2 separate regions of the Mus musculus genome follow, and region 1 is linked to region 2. The links are chromatin contacts, called in public Hi-C maps. All regions are on one chromosome and are shown on one strand. The core of a region is the stretch at or near the end of the contact, and the rest is flanking DNA. Distances in the headings are between cores, read along the strand shown. Region 1 overlaps Abcc1 (ATP-binding cassette, sub-family C (CFTR/MRP), member 1). Region 2 overlaps Myh11 (myosin, heavy polypeptide 11, smooth muscle).

Evidence for each region. Hi-C and Micro-C count contacts between places; a contact is called where the count stands out from the background.
Region 1: a contact with region 2 is called in a Hi-C map of bone marrow-derived macrophages, with 37 read pairs. The contact joins two enhancer-like sites. A contact is called at or near these places in 2 of 484 Hi-C or Micro-C datasets (bone marrow-derived macrophages and nephron progenitors), 2 of 115 datasets of contacts at active chromatin or transcription factors (astrocytes and embryonic stem cells) and 1 of 9 other capture datasets (embryonic stem cells).

What each region holds. Positions count from the first base shown.
Region 1 is chr16:14,436,269-14,441,049 of GRCm38.p6, reverse strand. It overlaps Abcc1 (ATP-binding cassette, sub-family C (CFTR/MRP), member 1), which reads right to left. Exons shown (of 31, transcript NM_008576.3): 13 at 4,397-4,543; 14 at 3,317-3,404; 15 at 991-1,063. Among named protein-coding and RNA genes, the nearest start is that of Abcc1, 77 kb to the right of the region's middle. Within about 2 kb of position 1,774, at least 67 of the 459 cell types and tissues checked have an H3K27ac peak or open chromatin away from gene starts, as enhancers often do. A contact at or near this core is called in bone marrow-derived macrophages, where this site is marked.
Region 2 is chr16:14,263,942-14,268,801 of GRCm38.p6, reverse strand. All of the region lies in intron 3 of Myh11 (myosin, heavy polypeptide 11, smooth muscle), which reads left to right. Among named protein-coding and RNA genes, the nearest start is that of Myh11, 25 kb to the left of the region's middle. Within about 2 kb of position 3,356, at least 18 of the 459 cell types and tissues checked have an H3K27ac peak or open chromatin away from gene starts, as enhancers often do. A contact at or near this core is called in bone marrow-derived macrophages, where this site is marked.

The DNA of each region.
Region 1 (4,781 bases), core at 525-3,024, 170 kb before region 2:
TTTTTTTTTTAAGACAAGGTCTGTCACTGGCCTAGAACTCACCTAACAGGCTACTGAGCCCCAGGAATCTTCCTGTTTCTGTTTCCCCAATGCTGGGATTACACGGTGTCACCATGCCTAGCTTTTGTCACAGGGATTCTAAGGACCACATTCGGATCTTTAATTATTGAGTCCCCTCGCTAGCCCCTGAAACACTCATTGCTGTTGAGTCTTTTGTGCTGCATTTGTGAGGAGCAATGCCATGGGACCACCCTACGCAGAACACCCAGGGAAGCAGTTCCTCCCTTCTTCTAGGGATATAAGAATATCCAAGATATTCTTATAGGCTAAGGGGAGTCAAAGGATAAACAGAAAAGACTGGAGATTCAAAGTGGCAAATCAAAGGACCAGGAATCCTGATGCCAGAAAGATGTGGGCAGTGGAGTATTGGCACAGGAAAGAGAAAAGCATTACAAATAAAGGAGGCAGGATTTAAGTTAGCCCTAAGAAAGGCCTTTACACTCTGAGTAGTTAGTGGAAGCAGAAAGGGAGAGACTCCTTTCTCTGAACAGTCTGTACTGTGCCTGATAAAATACAGCAGGCAAGTTGCCATGTCAACTGCTTAGGGGCACACATAACAAATGTGGTTCCAAAAAGGTTCCACTGGCCTTGTGTTTTGGATTCCTTAAGGAGATTGGCACCAGTCCAGTCCCAGTGACAGCAGAGCTCTACAGGCCCCTGAGACCCTGGGTCATGCTTTACCTGAAAACAGACTTTCTCACTGCCCCAAACCCCAAACTCCCCTTGTGGCCCAGGAACATGACTTCCTGTCACAATCAGAAGGGACACCTATACCAAGCACCTTCTGAGCTGCTCCTCACAACAACCTAAGCAGTTGTGACTGGACCTTATTCCAGATGGGTAAACTGAGGCTCAGAAAGGCAAAAGTTGGGGTCACAGAGGTGAAGAGTATTTAGAGCCAGTGTCAGTGTGCCCACCTCCCAGGCTTACCCATTCAGTGTGGGAGGTTCACCCCTGGCCCAAGTGAAGGTTGCATTCTTCACAGTGATGCTATTCCCTTCGCCTGGAAAACATAAGGGACAACATGTCAGGAGTCAACAGGTGCACCATGTGCAGATGCCCTACTCTGGCCCACTACTGAGGCTGAAGAACCTCGCTGGTCACTCAGTGCTTGGGGACACCTTCCCATTTCTCAGGCTGGAAAGGCTGAGTATGAGCCAAGGTCAAGGAGAAAAAGTTGCAGCCTCATGGAAACCTCTCTCCACCAGGGTCTTTTCCCTCAGCTCTTGGATCCTAAGACATCTTCCCTTCCTGCTCCCCTCCCTTAGCCACTCCACCCTGCCTACCTCCCTCCTAGCAGATCAATGTTTCTATTGCTTCCATGACAATCAACCAGCATCCACTGGAAGGCTACTAGGAAACAGGACGTGCTGCAGAAAGGTGGGGGAGGGGAGGCATTTGGCCAGTGCCCACATTACAAGGCCCAGATTCCTGAGGATGCTACCCGCCTCCATTTCTCTCCCCTGGCTGCACTTTTGCTTCTGCCTCTAATTTTTAAGTCCCTTAATTAGCTGCCAGAAACACTTTCAGAGAGTGATAGGCCATAGCAAGGAGGTTAGTAGCTAAATGAAATTAACCACAGCTCCCCCAGGAGGAAAAGGCTTGTTTCTCACTGTGGTAAGGTTCAAACCAAGGTGCACGCTAAGCAGAGCCTGTATCCTCACAAAAGAGGAAGCTAGGCATGTCACTCCAAAGAACTGGCCGGAAGCTGCTGCAGTCCACGGGTGAGCGGCAGCAGCCTGAGCTTTAGGGGAACATGACAGGCCGGGCTGCAAAGTGGTTACACACTTCAGCAACAGAAGCACTGCTCAGGACCAGTGGCTCAGTGGCACTTGCAGAGAACTGTGTACAGCTTGGCCGTAGGAGCTCTGGGTCTGGAGTCTACTTTGCTGGTCCCATACAGACCAGCAAACCATGGACAACAGAAAACCATGGAAAACAGTCCCAGCATTTGCTTGGGCTGTAGTTCTCAGAAAGGAACAACTGTCCTCCTAGTGGACACTTGAAAGTTCCTAAAGATCATTTTTATTGTCACAATGGGATGACTACTATGAGACATAGGGAGATGCCAGGGGCACTACTCACCACCCACAGTCATAAAGCTGTCCTCAACAAGGACTGTGAACCCCAAGGGGCGCCAGTGTGATAACCTGGTAAGGGCGGCGGAGAGCAGCTACTACCCTCACAGAACAGCAGACCTGTGACTCGCACGTCACCACTCACACCCTACAACGGCCCACAAGACTCCTGGTACTACATACATTGGCACCTCATCACCAATAGCCAGGTACTGTCATCAATTCTGTTTTCTGGGCTCTGAGCCAAAAGGTGTCGGTTTGAGCCCCAGGACTACCACTTCCCAGCTGGACAGTCTCTCTGGATCTCTTCCCTCCTGTGAGCCAAGACTGTCCTGGAGCTACCACACTAGACCACTACAGTAGGAAGCACATGCACACAGAGGCCTGAGAACAAAGGCTGGCAGGAGAGCAGGTGATCAAGAAATCTTAGTCAAGAACTTCCCTTCTGGGGACCTCAGGCAAGTTTGTTGACCCTGATCCTGCTCCAAGGGTCATGATACAGTGGTCGTATTTTAACTAAACACCCATGCCAGAAAAGGCTTAACTCTCCTGGTGCCAATAACAGTGACGGCAAACTGCCTAGACTCCCATACAAGACCCCAGCTCAGGGGCCAGTCAGAAGGATCAACTAGTCTAAGAAATAAACCCAGTGATAAAAATCCATAGGATGGCTGGCTAGGCCTGGTAGCACAGCCCTGAACTCCCAGTTATTTAGGAGACTGAAGACCCCAAGTTTGACCAGCCTGAGCAACATAGACCATGTCTCAAAAAGTAAAATGTGAGCCGAGGCTGTAGCTCAGGAGTAGAGCACTTACCTAGCTATGTGAAGTCCTGTGTTCAATCCCCAACAGTAAATTATCGATCAATCAATTAAAAACAATTCAATTAAAGGCACTTTTACTCCCATGATCCAGATGAGAAAAATGAAGCTGAGTGCTCGGAATTAGGCAGGAACAGAAACTGGGCGATCCCCCACCAGGGCAGAACCAAGGCCTGGGCTGAAAAGCCCAAAGTGTCACTCACACTGCAGGAGCATGGAGGGAACAACAAAAATCGGGAACCCCATTTCTGCCCTCTCTGCAGAGGTGGGACCCTGGGTCTTTTAGGCAAGCTGGGCAGAGTCAAGCTCTGGGGAGGACAGGATAAGGAGCCAAAGTGGGCAGAAGACAGGCACCCACCACTCTTGATCGACCTCCGCTCAATGCTGTCTGGCTCCAGCTCCTCATGAGACAGAAAAATCCTGAGACGCTTGAGGGACACGCTGGCCTGGGGAAGAAGCACAGGGTGTGTCACCTGGATAGCATCTGGGCCACCTGCCACACTGAGCCTGGTGCAGCCTTAGAATAAAACTCGATGTCCACAGGAATCACTACATGAAAGGTAGGGGCTTCCTCCTACAATGGGATTTGGAAGGTAGCCACCTCTGCACTGGCAGACTGAGTTTGACCTCAACAAATTACTGGGTTCTGGGTCCTAATTATGGAACGACAATACATGCAGCAGTACATATGGGCAAAGGGTCTGGGTTAGCTTAAAAAAAAATTCCTTCAGTAGAGAAAGAATGAAAGTAGGAAGGAGGGATGGAGAGAGGTCCTCAGTTTTCAACAAGCACATCAGGACCCATCAGCAAAATATGAAATTGAAAAAGTAGGCCAAGATCTGTGTTTTTCAAAACACCAGCTTAGAGAGGCCAGAGGAACATAGAATATTCCAGAAAGATTCTTTGAGATTAAAAGGGAAGTATTGCTGTGAAGTCCGTATCTCCCATCTGGGCTGGAGTTTTAGGCCAACCTTGGCTACAAAGCCAGACATTCTGTGCCAAGAAGGAAAATGTGTTTCTTTCTCAGAGTAGAATCAAGTGAGCCCTTACTGCTGAGAGAGGAGCCATGCTGGGGTAGTGGATCCAGTAAGTGGATCCACGCATAGGGCTCTACTGAGTTCTCTAGGACACAGCAGCATGAGCAATTTGGAAAAGCATGGTCAAGGCTGCACAAATAAACCAGTGGGGCAGCTTGGGTCCAAATGGCACTGAGAAATCTGTGGATTCCATGGGCTGGAGTGCACATGTCCCCTCCTGCTTCCTTGCCACCCACATGCCTATACAATGTTGCTAATGACCATGAGAAAATGACAACAGCTCCCACATCCAATCCTGGTTCCCACTGTCCCCCACACCCCTGCAGGATGCTGCTGCTGACCGTGGTAGGATTCTGAGAGCCCCTATGGTACCCTCTTGGCCCCCTCTGTCTGATACACACCTGCACAATGCTGCTGATAACCATGGGCAGGATGTTGAGTGGGAAGCGCAAGATATTGAACAGGGCTAGGGACACAAAGGCTTTCTTTGCATCTAGGATATTTCTCTCATCCACAGTCACAAAGACAGCAAAGGTTGACAGGGCCACCTGCAAACAGAGCAAAGTGTTGAATGGTGGAGGAGCCACAGCTGCACCACCCCTGGAAGGGGTGAGGATTCAATCAAGACAAACCCCCTCTACAGGGTTGAAAATGGCAAAAGCCCAAGGGAGATAGGAAAGGGGCAGGGGCAGGTACAGAAGCAGGACTCCTGCATCGTAAAGAATGGACCAGAAAGATGGATGATCAGCTTTTCAAACACCTGGCCACTATGTAAGTATTCTTGGT
Region 2 (4,860 bases), core at 2,107-4,606:
TGCCATCTGCCAGTTTCCATCCCTGGAATCACGTTCAGGTATCTTTTTCTTCCTAACCTCAGTTTTCTTGTATGTGAAAGGGGATAATAGTCTCTATGTTTTCACATGGAGGGCCTTTGCACACACACTCCAAGTCCAGGTGTGGCAGCTTGTGGATTCTTTATCTGAAAATGTTGAGACCAGAGCCATTGCAGATTTGGAACTGACCTCCCACCCCCAGATTTAGGAATATTTCCATATACGCATGATGAGCATTTGTGGGGCTGAAACTCAAGTGTAAAAATAACATTTATTTACATCTTTTCTTTATTTTTTATAGTTCTGAGGTAATTTTGGACAATATTTCAAACAATTTTGTTCATGAAGCAATGTTTTGTCAAGTGGAATTTTCCCATTGTGGTTTCACGTTTGGACTAAAAAAAGTTTCAGATTTTGGATTTTTGGGTTTGGGCTTCTCAGCCCATGTGACTGCCATCTTGAATGAGCATTTCTATTGGGTCAAAATGGCAGATACATCACAAAATAATAGGGAAAGTGTTAATTTAAGAGTCGCACTGAAAATAATTTTTATACCTGCCTATAATAGAATAATTACTATTGAGATAAAGATATGAATGAAGTATTCTAGAAAGTTCCCATGACTTTTCCCAGCCAGTACCTCTTCAGCGCACACACCCTGCCTGCTGTTGTAGTTTCTGTCATCATCAGCTTAGCCTTGAACTTTCGTGAAGGATACACTCACGTTAGTTCTTTCTGAAGGGACTGCTTCTCCTCAAACCTCTGAAGATGCAGTAAGCACATGGCAGTCACAGCATGAATTCTAGGGCAGAGCTGCCTGGCTAGCATGGTCATGCCAGGCTATGTGACTGTGAATGAGCAATGAACATTCTCTACCTCTGCTTTTCCTCTGGAAAAAGAGAGACACAACTGGGTCTTGGCCAGTGTGGCGGACCAAGCCTGTAATCCTACCCCTCAGGACACAGAAACAGGATGATTCCAAGTTTGAGACTATCCTGAACTGCACAATGAGTTTGAGGTTAGCCGGGGCTACAAAATGAGATCCTATCTCAAAGTTAACCAGTCAACCAATGCATCCATCCAAACAGAGAGGTCTGTGACCACCTCTTGGGGCAGACATGAGCATTAAATGAACTATTACATCTTACGTTTTCAAAACAGTGGCTGGTACTTGATCAATAAAAACCCTTCCTAAGCCTAAGACACTGCAGGTCAAATATCCCTAATTCTAAAATCCAAAATCTACAGTGATCCAAGATCTGGGATAATTTCATTGCAAATTCTAGGCTGTGAAATTTTGTTTATGAGCAAAGTTATTTAAAACATTCCATGAGTCGGGCAAAATAGGGTGTAAAATCCCAGCCTTGGAGAGGCAGAGGCAGAGCCAGAGGCAGGCAGAGCTCTGTGACGTTGAGGCCAGCCTGATTAACATTCAGAGCTCCAAGACAGCCAGAACTACATAGAAAGATTCTGTTTACAAACATACTTATAAAACATCACATGAGGCCGGGCAGTGGTGACCCACGCCTTTAATCCCAGCACTTGGGAGACAGAGGCAGGCAGATTTCTGAGTTCTCAGGCCACTGGGCGAGGCAGTTGCAGGAAGTTTGACTATGCCCATTTCACGGCCAGTGCTGCGTGGCCAGGCGCAGTCTGAGGTCCCTATAGACCTGCCGGAGTCGGTTTGGGGGTGCTGGCCCGCTCGGATGCCAATGAATGCTGCGGAAGAGCTGAGAATGGAGCGCAGGGCGGGGGTGGGGGGGGTGGGGGGGGCAGACTTTGGCCCGGGGCAGAAGGGAAAAGTTCAGGAGGAGGGCACTCGGCTTGTTAGAGCAGGGAGGAGAATCCTAGGCTTGATCAGCTGCTTGGTTTGGCAGAAGCCATGGCTGGGAGGCACAGGGAGGCCTCCAGGTGGGACGTTATAAATTTATGTAAAGATATAAATATAGACAAATATGGACAAACAAACTGATGACACCGGCTCTGAGGAAAGTTAAACCTGAGAGAGAGAAAGAAGAGAGAAGAGAGAAGAGGGAAGAGAGAAGAGAGAGAAGAGAGAGAAGAGAGGGGAGAGGGGAGAAGAGGGGAGAGAGAAGAGAGAGAGAGAGAGAAAAGTATACCTTCTTATCACCTCTGAAGAGGGTTGTGAAGTTTACAGGGATCTGGGTAAGGAAGATGATGTGTGGCTGCCACACCCTTTGATGTCTTGAGATTGCAAACTTCTCTCCCAAGTGAGAGGTTTAGGCATTTGAACTCTGTTAACTAGAGATTCATACACTTCTCTTGGTCAGGCACCTATTTTGTGGCCTAGGAAGCTGTCTGGTCTGGATTCTAATATTTGTTGTTGTTGCTGTTGGTTTCTCTTTTTTACCTCTTCAGTGGGGGCGCTGAACCTTAGGTCTTGTGTATGCTAGCTCAGACTCTACTACCACTGAGCTGCAGCCCAGCTCCATGCAGATGGTTGTTTCCCTACTCCCTACTTCTTATATGCTTCTTCTAGGTACTCTTGTGTGTATATGTGTGTGTGGTATGTGTGTGTGGCATGTATGTGTGGTGTGTGTGTGTATGTGGTGTGTGTATGTGTGGTGTGTGTGTGGTGTATGTGTGTGTGGTGTATGTGTGTGTGGTGTGTGTGTGTATGTGGTGTGTGTATGTGTGGTGTGTGTGTGGTGTATGTGTGTGTTGTGTGTGTGTGTGTGTGTGTTGTGGGTGTGTGTGTGTGTGTGTGTGTGGTGTATGTGTGTGTGGCATGTGTGTGTGTGTGTGTGTGTGTGTGGTGTGTGTGCATGTCTCCTGATTACACGTGCATGGCTTGTTGGGCATCCAACACTAGGGGCTGGCACTACTGTCAGCTCCCCTTAGAGACAGGGAGATTGGGATTCAGAGAAGTGAATAACCTTCCATAGACTGGACAGTGTCAGAACTGTTTTGAACTTGGTACCTGTGACCCTAGGATTCTCGATTTAACAGTGGCACTGAGCTATGCTTGGCCCCTAGCCCAGGAAAGGCCTTTTGTCCCTGTGGGTCTTGCTTCTTATCTGAGTGTTGAAGGCTGAACACTTGGGAGCCCAGAGTCAGACTCAGCAAATTGCAGAAAGATCTGAAGAGGGAGCACTAAGCCTTCTGACAGGACCCTGTGGGTTGTCACCGAGGGTCCCTGGGGTGAAGTAGGGGAAGTGTGAAAGGCAGATAAGATTTTGCTCTAACGTGATGAGTGGAGGCTCAGGAAGTGTGGAGCTGGCTTTGTGTCATCACAAGTGCCTTATTCTCACTTCATCAGCATCAAGAGAACCCTGTCAATGACAGAGAAAACACCTAGCAGGGGCTCTCAGCTCAGCCGTCTTCAAGCATAAGTTAAGTCTGTGCAGTGGGCTGCAAGCAAGTCTCTCTGTTCTGTGGCTGCTATGCCTTAGGGGAAGTGGCCAGTGGCCAGCTGGCAGCCTTGTCTGTAAATGAAAGGAGAAAAGGGCCTGGAGAGCCTGACAGATTTGTCTTAGAATCAGGAGTGAAACCTGGTGACTTTTCTCTCTAAGGCTGAAGAGGAAACTGAGCCCAGAGGCAAACAGACTAGCAGAGGCCATATGTCTTTGTTGTGATTTGTTTTTGCTTTATTTTTAAAAGATTAAAACAAAAAACTGTGTATGGTTATTTTGCCTGGGTGTGTATGTGTCCACCATTATGCCTGCTTTATGTTCACTGGATCCAGAAGAAGGCACCAGATCCCTGGAAGTGGACTTGTAAAACTCCACGTGGGTGCTAGGGACTAAACTCAAGTCTTCTGCAAGAGCAGCCAGTGCTTTTAACCACTAAGCCATCTCTCTAGCCCTATTTCTGTTTTTGAGACGTAGTCTCACTATAAGACTCTTGTGGCAATCTTCTGGCCTCAGCCTCCTGCTGGAATTACAGCACACTTTTGGGCCTTTAGGTCTTAGTCTTCCCAGGTAACTATAACAAAATGCGTTTATAAACAGCAGAAGTTTACTTCCTACAGCTCTGAAAGCTGGAAGCCCAGATGAAGGAACTTAAGGGCCTGGATTCTGAGGGCACATTTCCTGTCCAGTCTGGTGAAGGCATGCCCATTTCCTGTTTAAGGGTGGTGCCCCTGGTGCAGTGTCCAAGGGGAAATAAGATCCCTTGGGCTTTTTGTGTAAGGACATCAGTCCCACTGGTGACTTATCACCCCCTGAAGGCCCCACCTTGCTGAAGGGAGAGAAATGAGGGTGGAGATTTGGAGGGAGACACCGTGCTCAGATCATGGCACCTTCTAATTAGAAGGTGGGTGATCATGGCCCTGTACTCTACCCTCCCTATTCAGTCATTGCTGCCCATTAACACTTCCCTAGGTTACTAGTTTTATTTAGTCTTCATTCACTCACTCATGTGTGCATTCAGGACAGTCACACTATGTAGCCCAGGATGCCCTGGAATGTGAGTTCCTCTTGCCCTAGCCTCTCATGGGTTAGAATTACAGGCATATATGGCTACATCTGGCCTCAGATCCTCGTTTTCAGTGGTGAAGATGGAGGACTGGGAGATAGCTCAGAAGGTAAATAGAGGATCTGAGTTTGATCCCCAGAACACAGTGTGGGAAACCTGAGCATGGCAGCACCCGCTTGTAATTCCACCAAAAGAGGTGGCAACGGGAGGATTCTCGCCAGCCTAGCCTGATCAGTGAGCTTGTGAGAGACCCTGTGAGAGGCAGCACCTAAGGTTGACGTCTGATCACCATGTGCATGTGTATGCATGTAAGCACACACCACCATGCTATGACATGTGCATGGGCCCACAGCTCTGAGCTGTGTCATGGGGAACTTCAAGTTTTCAATCTAGTTTCATGGAGCA